Regions from separate parts of the Bombyx mori genome. Here region 2 is linked to region 1. Evidence: chromatin contacts called from public Hi-C data. All regions are on one chromosome and are shown on one strand. Each heading gives the region's core, a stretch centred on a gene start, on an enhancer-like site or on the middle of the called end of the contact. The rest is flanking DNA. Distances are from core to core; before and after follow the strand shown.

The links. Hi-C and Micro-C count contacts between places; a contact is called where the count stands out from the background.
Region 2: a contact with region 1 is called in a Hi-C map of whole pupa, with 2.4 times the contacts expected there. The contact joins the promoter of Ptx1 here to the enhancer-like site in region 1. A contact is called at or near these places in 2 of 7 Hi-C or Micro-C datasets (both in whole pupa).

Annotation. Positions count from the first base shown.
Region 1 is chr12:4,887,508-4,892,788 of ASM3026992v2, forward strand. Ptx1 (pituitary homeobox1) reads right to left here. Exons shown (of 5, transcript NM_001098368.1): 5 at 1,388-2,117. The coding sequence ends at 1,527. Among protein-coding and RNA genes, the nearest start is that of Sap-r, 31 kb to the left of the region's middle. Within about 2 kb of position 2,609, at least 5 of the 8 cell types and tissues checked have open chromatin away from gene starts, as enhancers often do.
Region 2 is chr12:4,949,537-4,954,817 of ASM3026992v2, forward strand. Ptx1 (pituitary homeobox1) reads right to left here and starts at 2,306. Exons shown (of 5, transcript NM_001098368.1): 1 at 2,161-2,306.

The sequences.
Region 1 (5,281 bases), core at 1,359-3,858:
TTAATATTATTTACATTAACATTTCTGTGATTCCTTCATTGATAATTAGGCACACGGATGTGGGTAGTCTAAATTATCTAAAAGTCTCGAATACTATAGCGAATGTTATAGCTACAATTAAATTACATTTATTTACAGTTAGTTCTCTGTATGTTCATTGTTAAGTAAATGTGAACATTTTTTAATAAATAACTGAGATCCTGGTTGCATTAATCTCGTTTAGGCGGTCTCTCTAAAGCCGAGGTCATCAGGTTTTAAGACTTCCATTCATTTTTATTTACATATTTACCATAAATAACATTTATTTAAAAAAAAAAAGGCGACAAAATAATTTACAGTAATACAGCCATTCGTTGAATTTATTTCGGTTTTCAAATAAATATCCATCATAAGACTCAGACTTTTTCTATAAAATGCTTTATATTTTTTCCCAACTTATTCGCTGATATCCTAAGGGCTATTCCAGCCACACATTGCATCGAGATGGTCAATATCATATTACAATTGGACATAGTTCATGCAGGCAGATCATAAGTGATTAACATGTAATATTTGAAATCAATCATATTGTCCTAATACAAGTATAACTTTTGAATAGCTTGATAAATATTGACTTTTGTGTAACTGTTATACAGATGTATGGTTCGTTCAAATTGATTTCGTATTGATTCAGAAACTCACAAAATAATACATTTTATTTAACATTTTAATTGGATGTGATATAAAAAATAATATGAGTTTCATTCTTGTTGTATAAAAAACCAATTCAAAATTCTACAAGTTTCAGTGAACGACTACAGCGATAGTTAATATATTTTGTGTAAATCCTGCGAATGCGGAAAGTTCTCCTTATTATTAACTTTAAAACCTCAGTGTGTATGTTCATTGTTTGGAGCAAAACAGTTTTAAACAAATTTACGGCAGTTCATATCTGATTGTGTTTAGAAAAGTACAACAAAAAATTTAGATAAAAACATATTTACAAAACGACAAATCATTTGTTATTGATACCACAAATAAGTTATTTATAATTAGATACGTATTTTTGTAACAGTAAATATTGAACTAAATAACTAAACTTAATCTAAATAGTCTAAGTACATGTTAAGCTTGTAAAAATTGCACACTTCGCTTTGGTATACGTACATACATACCTACATATTTACATTTCACTTAGAAACGAATCGTTCAGTTTTTATTGCCAGACATTTCTTAACAAATATTATGCTATATGCGAATTATTCACATAATTTACCCCACGACTTACACTTTTTTAAATATAGCTCTCACAGGTCGTATTGACGAGCTGACACTAATCTTTTAGTACCGTAAACTGTCACTATTTTATGATTGAACTAGTGTCCGTGTACACGATCGTGTAGACAAGCGTATGCTTAGTCAAACCATTCCCACAAATGTCTGTAAGACGGAGTAGTGTAAGTGAGGTCGGGCGGCGACTAGGAGGCTCGCGCGGTCGCCAGCAAGGGTGGCGGCGAGCGAGTCTCCTCGCGGCCGCGCGCTTCCTCTCAGAGCACGCGGTCCGACACTCCCACTCCGCCCGCGTACTGGCACGCTGACAGCGGCGCGGACCCGGCCCTCGACACCGGCGACACTGACCCGTAGCTCCCGCCGAACCCTGATGAGTGCTGCTTCGCCTTCAACCTTAGCGACGCTATCGATGACGACATTGCCGGACACGGCTCTGTCCTGTACATGCTGTAAGGATTGGGAGGTGCAGTGTAAGGGCACGGAGCAACACCACCTCCTACACCGGCTGATCCCCCGACGCCTCCCATCCCGCCGCCTCCGACTCCTCCCATTGAAGTCGCCGTGTTGAAACAGTTTACCGAACCCTGATGATGACTTGCCGGTACCACTGATCCGAGGGGATTGACAGGCCACGGAAAACTTTTCGTTCCTAGTGGACTAGGTACTTTCGCAGCCCAGTTATTATAGGGATACGACGAGTAAAGCGCATCGGTGTCCGGGAACGGCTGCATTAAGCCGTTAAATTGAGTGCTGAAGCCGTTTTTGAAATCGGCAGCAGCCGCGGCTGCCGCATTCATTGCATTCCTTTCTCGTTTTCGCCACTTGGCTCTCCGGTTTTTAAACCATACCTGTAACAAAAACAAAAATATAATAATACTGAAATAGAAACTAGATCTCGGTAAAACTACTACCGGATTTGAGTCTATTTACTGGTAGGGTTTTTTTTAAATTAAATAGTTTGACCGATAGAAAGCGACCGATCACCGATCACAATCTAAAAGTTTTAACGAGATAAAATGAGAATGCGACCTGCGTTTCGTAGTTATTAACTTTACTCATTACAAAGTTGACAGTGGGACGCGAATGCGGGCATCGGCGCGTATTCGAGCCACGTAGCGTCAGCAGAGTTGCGGAGACCGGAGGCTCCCCCGCCTGCGGCAGCCAACGACCCGTCTAATTGCGGCCGCGAAATGAAGATAAACGAGCTTCGCGATTGGGCGGGACGGCTCGCCGCTACTTGATCGAGCCGCAATAAACGAGCAGCCGCTACAACATCGCCTCCTACTAGCCTCCGTTGAATCGATGTTGTTATTTAGACGAGGTGGTCGGAGGAGGAGTCGTGCGAGCGGTGATAAGTCGCCGTGAACGCAGATAACGCGCGCGCTGATGTATGGCGTGCGTCCGTCACCGGGCGATCGATTGCGCCGACGACACCTCCGCGATAAATTGCGCAATTCACGTAGCGACTGCAATAAATATTGCGCCGCCAGCGGTATTTGTCTCACTCACGGTGGCGGGTTCACCCAGCCGAAACGGTAAATAATACCCTCTTTCCTCGGTTAAGTGAACATAAACGGTCGTTTCCACCCCATATACGATCGTTTATTTTTCGAAACATAAATTTGATGTGTTCGCGTGTTTTTGTATTGGTCGACACCGGTAAACCACAGGTTATTAGTCTTTGAATATCCAGCGCGCAATGGACAGTTTCATGACTTTTATGTTTTAAAAAGTAGTAAGCTTTTCATTGACATATCGAATACTGCTTTGCATGTCATCATGATAACATTAATTTCGAATGAAGAGCACGCCTACAACTTCCTGAAAAACTGCTCCATAATCAATGAAAATAACTACAGAGAAGTACTGACAAAGCAGAGAGAGAGGAAGCAAAACACAATTAACATTGAACATAAGTTAAAAGGTACATAATTTCGAAAATAGAGTTATGATTACAACAAAATTATATTTGCTTAGATGCACATATGGGAATGTAATTTCCATTATTTGAATAGCGGTGGACAGGCAACAGGAACGAGCTGCGGCGGGTGTGAGCGAGAAGGGTCGCGAATATTACGACGCGGGGCTAATCCTTTAAATATATTATTGCAGAATGGTGACCGTACCGCTCCCTATGTCACTATAAAAGGAGCTCTGACATTTTTTATACATTTCCGAAACATAACGATTTTTTTTAAATTGTTCATCATTTCGCTAATTGACAAAACCTACCATTTGTGTACTTTCGTTGAAAGACAAAATTTGGATTGTGAATAATTTAAATTTATTAAACTTAAAAAGTATCTTGAATGTTGAACCTTAGAGTCGCATTAAATGTTACCATACAACGAATACCCACAATTTGGGTATTCATCCTTTATTTTTCTTATTATTCTTCTATAAACGTTTTTAAGTGATAATAATGAATATTAGTTATAAATTTACTAATAATTAGTGAAAATGGCATATAATGTTGCTAATCGAGATTTATAGTTATCGTTAATAACTACCGTTTCCATGGTGAAAATGGTTTTCCCGAATCAAATAGTTCGAGGTGATGAATTATAGTCCGCCCTAGTGTTAATGAAGTTATTTTACGGTCAGCAGGATCACAGGGTCGCTAAATTGCCTTAAATTTAAATTAAACTGGAATCACAGTTTTATTAGTGTCATCAATCAAACAAGACCCGACCTAACGACGCGGCGAGCAAGCCAAAGGATTTCAATCTTTACGTAGTAGGGATTTAAGAGTGTTATCTTACATAGTATAGACTCGCACTATTCCAAAGTCAAATAAACATGAGCTCATATAAACGGATAGAGAATATAAACTCGGAATTGACACGTGTCTGAAACAGGGTTGGCGAATGTTTGTTTCGATACAAATTCAATTTGAACAGCGTTTACTGGTTCTTTACTTTATCTTCAAATCTCAAGAATTATTTAGTATTGTGGGGCTTACCGTAATACAATACAGTTGATACTTCAATCTAATATCTCAAGGTGGGCTGAGGACCACCCACTTCACACTAGGGGGACAGTGAGCTCTCTATCTATCTAAAGTAATACAACAAAATACTAGCACTTGTATTTGAAGTGAAAACTCTTACAAAGTACGCTAGATTTAGTAGTTGCAATAGCAGTATCAAATAGTATCATATAATATAATCAATAATATTAAAGTACATAAATAAATGTTACTGAATTCTAAATATCTTTCTAAATAAGTTTCACTTAAATTGTAGCGCAATTTGTTTAAAGGAATCAATTCTACTGGTGGTAGGACCTCTTGTGAGTCCACGCGGGTAGGTACCACCATCGCGCCTATTTCTGCCGTAAAGCAGTAATGCGTTTCGGTTTGAGGGGTGGGGCAGCCGTTGTAACTATACTGAGACCTTAGAACTTTTATCTCAAGGTGGGTGGCGCATTTACGTTGTAGATGTCTATGGGCTCCAGTAACCACTTAACACCAGGTGGGCTGTGTGCTCGTCCATCAATCTAAGCAATAAATAAAAAAAAACTTGTCAAATATAATTAAAACCTTATTATTTAATCTGAACTTTTTTTTAATATTATGCATTTTATAATTTAATCATAGAAAATAAATGATGTTTCCTAAAATCATTAATAAAACTATGGGGTCGACGTCCCTATTCTTTGAAACTTATTAAATGCACCCCGTGGAGAAAAAGACGGTAGTGGCTTTAACATTGTGGACGACAGTAATGGAAATAGACTGGAATTGCTCTTAGAATACACTACTACAAAATAGTCCTTTTCAACGAATATTGACATACAACACTTGATTATGACCAGTTTGATAACGATCGAATCTCTAAATGCAATATTCTTTTCATTTTCAAAAGAAAACCTGAAAATAATTTAATCTAGAATCAAAATAACGTGACTTCCCAATTCGCTGATACAAATTCCATTAAAGCCCCTGTAAAGTCCTCGAGATCAGAACACTAAACTCGTAGCCTATCAAAACACGTACAGGATAACTCTCTAA
Region 2 (5,281 bases), core at 1,056-3,555, 62 kb after region 1:
TTGGTTAGGAACTGATAAAAACTTTCAACCTTAATTTTATCGGTTGATAAAACAATGTAGCTACCTATTATGACCCATTTGATAATTTGTAAATTTTCGGAGTTCTTTTGAACGCTTTTTTTTATTGCATACATTGGTAGACGAGCTCACAGCCCACCGGGTTTTAAGTGGTTACAGGAGCCCATAGACATCTACAACGTAAATGCCACCACCCACCTTGAGATATGAGTTCTAAGGTCTCAGTATAGTTACAACGGCTGCCCCACCCTTCAAACCAAACACATTACTGCTTCACTGCAGAAACAAGCAGGGCAGTGGTACCTACTCATGCGGACTCACAACAGGTTCTACCACCAGTAATTTTATAATGCATACGTTAAATGAATGATTTTTTCATCTACCAAAATTTATCGGCTCCCGCTTCCTTCAGTCTAGGTAGGAAGGTACCAGAATCAAAAATTTATTGATTTCTTGTTCGGTAATATTTAAGGTACAATGACTTTCTTTTATTCTAAAGGTAGCAGCGTAGGAAAATAGCTGAAAACACAAGCTCGTTGACGACAAAGGGAGATTGGCGACAACTTGCGAGATAATTAATGAATTAGATTAATAATTAATTTAATGTAATTTATTAAAGGCCAGAAGATCTCACATAAATACCTACTATTAAATAAGTTTATTTAAACACAGTAGGTATTGACTTGAAAATAAAATATGATAGGAATCTGATGACCGTGTGACACCAAAATCTGTATATAAATAAGCAAAGACAAAACAGTTAATTACCGTTTTCTCTATCAATCCTTTTAGTTTTTTTTATTAAGTAATTGACAAGCTTTGATTGTATCCTCTATTTCTTTTTTAAATAGAGCCATTTTTTTAAATGTGAAGAACAAATTTGGGTAATTTTTTCTACTGTTTTGGTCATACGATTTTTTTCACTATTGCGGAACTTGCCGTCAATATTTATTTCGGAATGTGCAAATTTAATGTTCTTAAAAATGTATAAAACAAAAAAATGAGAACACACATAATATATGAAATGTTACGTACCTACTAATAATTATGATTGAATTTCGACCAAACCTAGTTTATTCAATCTTATAAATCAAATTTTACAACTTCTGGGCTCAATTATACTATTAAAATTTTATTTATACTTCGATCAAACAATTATTACTAATATAGTCTTAGAACTTAGTTCTTAGAATGACTTCAATTTTATACGCTCAAACAACTTTTCTGTGTTTAAAATTGAAATAACTGTTGTTTTTTCATAGAGGGGTAAATAACAGCGTCATGGTGCTACACGACTATCGGAGCTCATAGACATGACAATGTCAATGCCACCCACCTTGAGATATGCCGTCTAAGTATCAATTTTATAGTAAACAAAAAGTATCAAGTATTGCATAACGGATTTCCTAAAGCAGAGCGCAAATCTTCTGCGCCATACCATAAAATTTAGTGAACATTAAATTATTGAATTAAAAAAATCCGTGGTTACTATTACACGGCGTTATTTTTTCATTATAGAAATCATTTGTGTACACGTGCACATACATAATTTATTTTAAGTCCTTGAATGAATTATTAAACAACAGTCATTAGTTTTACGGCCTATTAATTGAAATAAGAACAATAAATACTTCGCAAGCGAATAAAAATCTCCGCAAGTAAATCTTATAACAAATAAATTTCACTTTGTTTTAAACGTCGGCAAATAAATTACGGTGCACGTACCTAATGTTATTTTTTAATTCTTTCTTCAAGAAAGATCCAATATGAGGTGGTATTAAAAATGTTTAGATATTTTTTGAAGAGGCTCCGTGTGTTCTGGACATAAACTTGAATTATTATACACTCATATATAGGAGTTATCATGTGAAGAGATTAAGATTTTTTTGTGTGCTTATCAAATTGAATCGACTAAAGAATATTTTGAATTATATAATACCTACTTAGTTCATATGACGAACAACAATCAGTTTTATTGAATGAACATGAATTACATAGTGTACAGCACAATCATGTGTACTGAGCTTAAGGAGTTGTCGTAAGTCGAGTAGTTCTGTTAGTGGTACTGTCAACATATTGTACAATAAGATATCTAAGCTCAGCTGTGCATTCGAGTGGATATACAAATGTCAACATACTTACTGTTTATTCAGATAAAGCCTGGATTAGACGGCGCTCTTGCACGATGATTCCTCGGAGAAGTTGACTTTCACAGCGTTCGTACACGAAATCCGATGATATCCGTCATAATCTGGTACAAGCCACGGGATTACGCGCGTCCAGCGGCGCCCGGCCGTCACCCACTAACGTAAACACAAGTAACAGAAGCGAATACGTATCCGATACCGATAAATCAAAGCGCACGATCGCGGCGACGTCGCTTATCCGCTAAATCCTGTCGGGATCGCGTAAAAAATACTAGTATTAAAAACAGTCTTAAGTGGGCTTACGTACGCGGCGCGGTGCGGCCCGCGCTGGCTCTAATCTCGGCCACTTCCCGGAGCAATTTGAACCTAACTCCACCACTCTATACATCATCCTGCGATAGCCCGCCCACCGGCCGCGAGCTCGCATACACTCGTCTCACTCGCACACGTAACGCACTTATTATTCCTCTCTCTGTCTCCCTGAAATCTCGCCACACTGAAAATTCTCTGCCCGAAGTTGAGGGGCGCGGGGTGAGGAAAGCAGTCAGCTGGTCGAACTTGTACGAATAAAATCGGCTTTTTATCGACTCGATGACGCTACGTGACGTCACTGTTTACTTCTGCCCCTCGGGTGTGGACATTGGCTAGCCGAACAAGTACAACTCACGTGCTGACATTGAAACTATAGGCCATAGAACTAATCAAAGAGTTTTTAATTTTTTTAGAACGTAATTAAAATATTTTAAAGTTATTTATTTAATTCAACGGCAACATTATCTGTTCTAATTTAAGTACCTAAATGTATTTTTATCGGGAAACGATTTGTGGATATGTATGTTCTGTATACTAGGAAAATAAACGGCGCAATGTCGGTGTGTTTGCGGACGCCGACTAAAACTCGCCGTAAAAGTCATTAAACCGTTCTTATTTTCGTTAAAGTATAAAAATAATTGCAGTTTAAATCGCCATGCCGTGCAGCGGAGTCGCAGCAATAAATAAACTCTAGCTCCCGTACTCGCAACGTAAACAGATCGGGCACATTAACCGCGCTTCGCCGTACATAAAGAGGGCTGTATAAATATAAAGTTCCTACTCGCCGCCGCGCAAACTTAGCTAAACAACGCCATAATTGCCTTCATTACTTAAATTACTGAAATTATTTATTCAGGAAGCTGGCAACACTGAGAGCGCGCGGACTCCGCCCAGGGTCGGCCCGGGCCAATGGTAGAGGACGAGGGCGCGGGGGGCGTAGGACGACCCAATATGGCGGCAACCTTGTCGAGCCGCGAGCTAGATGTTTCAGTCTGTTTTCCTCGTGTCTAGTTTGACGTGTCTTCGAGCGGTTAGGTATTTAGTTACGGTTGATGAGTGCGAATGTTTCACGGCGAGCGTGCGTAAGGCTAGGTACAGGTGCGAGGAGGTGAATGGCGATCGGATCGGAAGTACCGCGCGACGACGCCCGTCGGTACGATCCGACGGGACCAAACAATTCGTCACATACCGAGCTAAAATGTCACTTAAGCGATTCTTGTTAAAACTGAACCGAGTTTGAGAAAATCCAATATTTTTTTTAATAGTTATTAGTGAAATGTTTGCCTTTTTATTCAAACAACGTTTAAAATTGTAATCTAAATACTATAATTTTATTTCTTTAGTCAAGAAGACCTACATAATTGTGTTAAGATTGTATTAGTAGTACATAATTTGCATACATACCTAAGTGATGTTATAGCACCGTAAGTGCGATATATACGAAAATTATTTGCCTCAATTATACAAAAAAAAAAAAACAATTAAATCATATAGTGACGACATTCATATCACTACATATTATCAGTTTTCGTAAAAATAACAATATAAATAAACCAAAAGTCTACTGCAAATACATTTCATAACATTACATTACATTACATTACATGTGCTACGTTAATAATAAGAAAATAAACTAATTAAATACTAAATTAATAATATTAAAATAATATTAATATTAATAAATAATAAGAACAATAATTTAATAACTAAAATATATTATTAAAAGGAGTCCCTTTAGGCAAGGTTCCGAAGATACCGGCAGCGTTCCTCCCCCTTTGAATGGCTAGACTAATTCTTTGTTAATTATAATTAATTTCTAATTCATATTATATTTAACGGTATAAACATATTATGTATTTATTGTATGTGTGTACTTTATTTAATAATGTATTATTAATAGTACATACCTGCGTATCTTTATCTTTTCGAGAATTTCTCTTAATTAAACGGTTGCCTCGCAGATATTGCTTTTATTTATTTATTTATTTAATACAAGGAGAACCAACAGCCAACTAACAAAGTATAATAATATAACAAATAATAGAAACAAAAAGCCAATTAAAGGTTCTCACCAATATAAACAAATTAAAAACACTAGAGAAACAAAAGCATAGAAACAAAAAAAAATTAAAAACAATCAGCAAGCAAGAAACAACATAAGGAATGGAGGAAAACACCAGACTAACAGAGACTTTTAGCGATAAGACTGCCTATTGTACAAGCGTATTGACTGTTTGTTGACTGTTTTCTAATGTTAATTGTGTTTTGATGTACAATAAAGTATGTTCTCTCTTTCTCTCTCTCTCTCTAAAATTAGTGAAGTACTTTAGGTATGACTTTTTTGTATGATTTAAGAATCACATTCAAGCTAACACGTCATCATGAATTATTATCTAATAAAATTAAATAATATCTAATAAAATCTAATAATATGTAATCTAATAAAAGCGCATTATTATATAGGTACGTAAGTAGTTCGTTGTGTTAAAAGAAATCTCAGTGATACAGGACACTTATACAACGAGAAATTATTTAATTTATACTTTTCATTTAATTAACCCGACCGGCTCTTTCGTTTTCCTCAAAAACGTGAAATTTTACTGAAAAACATGCGCTCAGCTAAAACATATTTAACTTGACGATTTTCGAACCAATTTTCCACAATTAGTTATAATACAAAAGGATATAGGCATACCTATTCTTCAATAGTTCTGTGTATAAATTGAAAAAACTTACCTATCTATAAATGCAATCATGAAGAAATTCAGTTTTTGCAAAATTTTGCAAAATTCAGTAATTGCAAC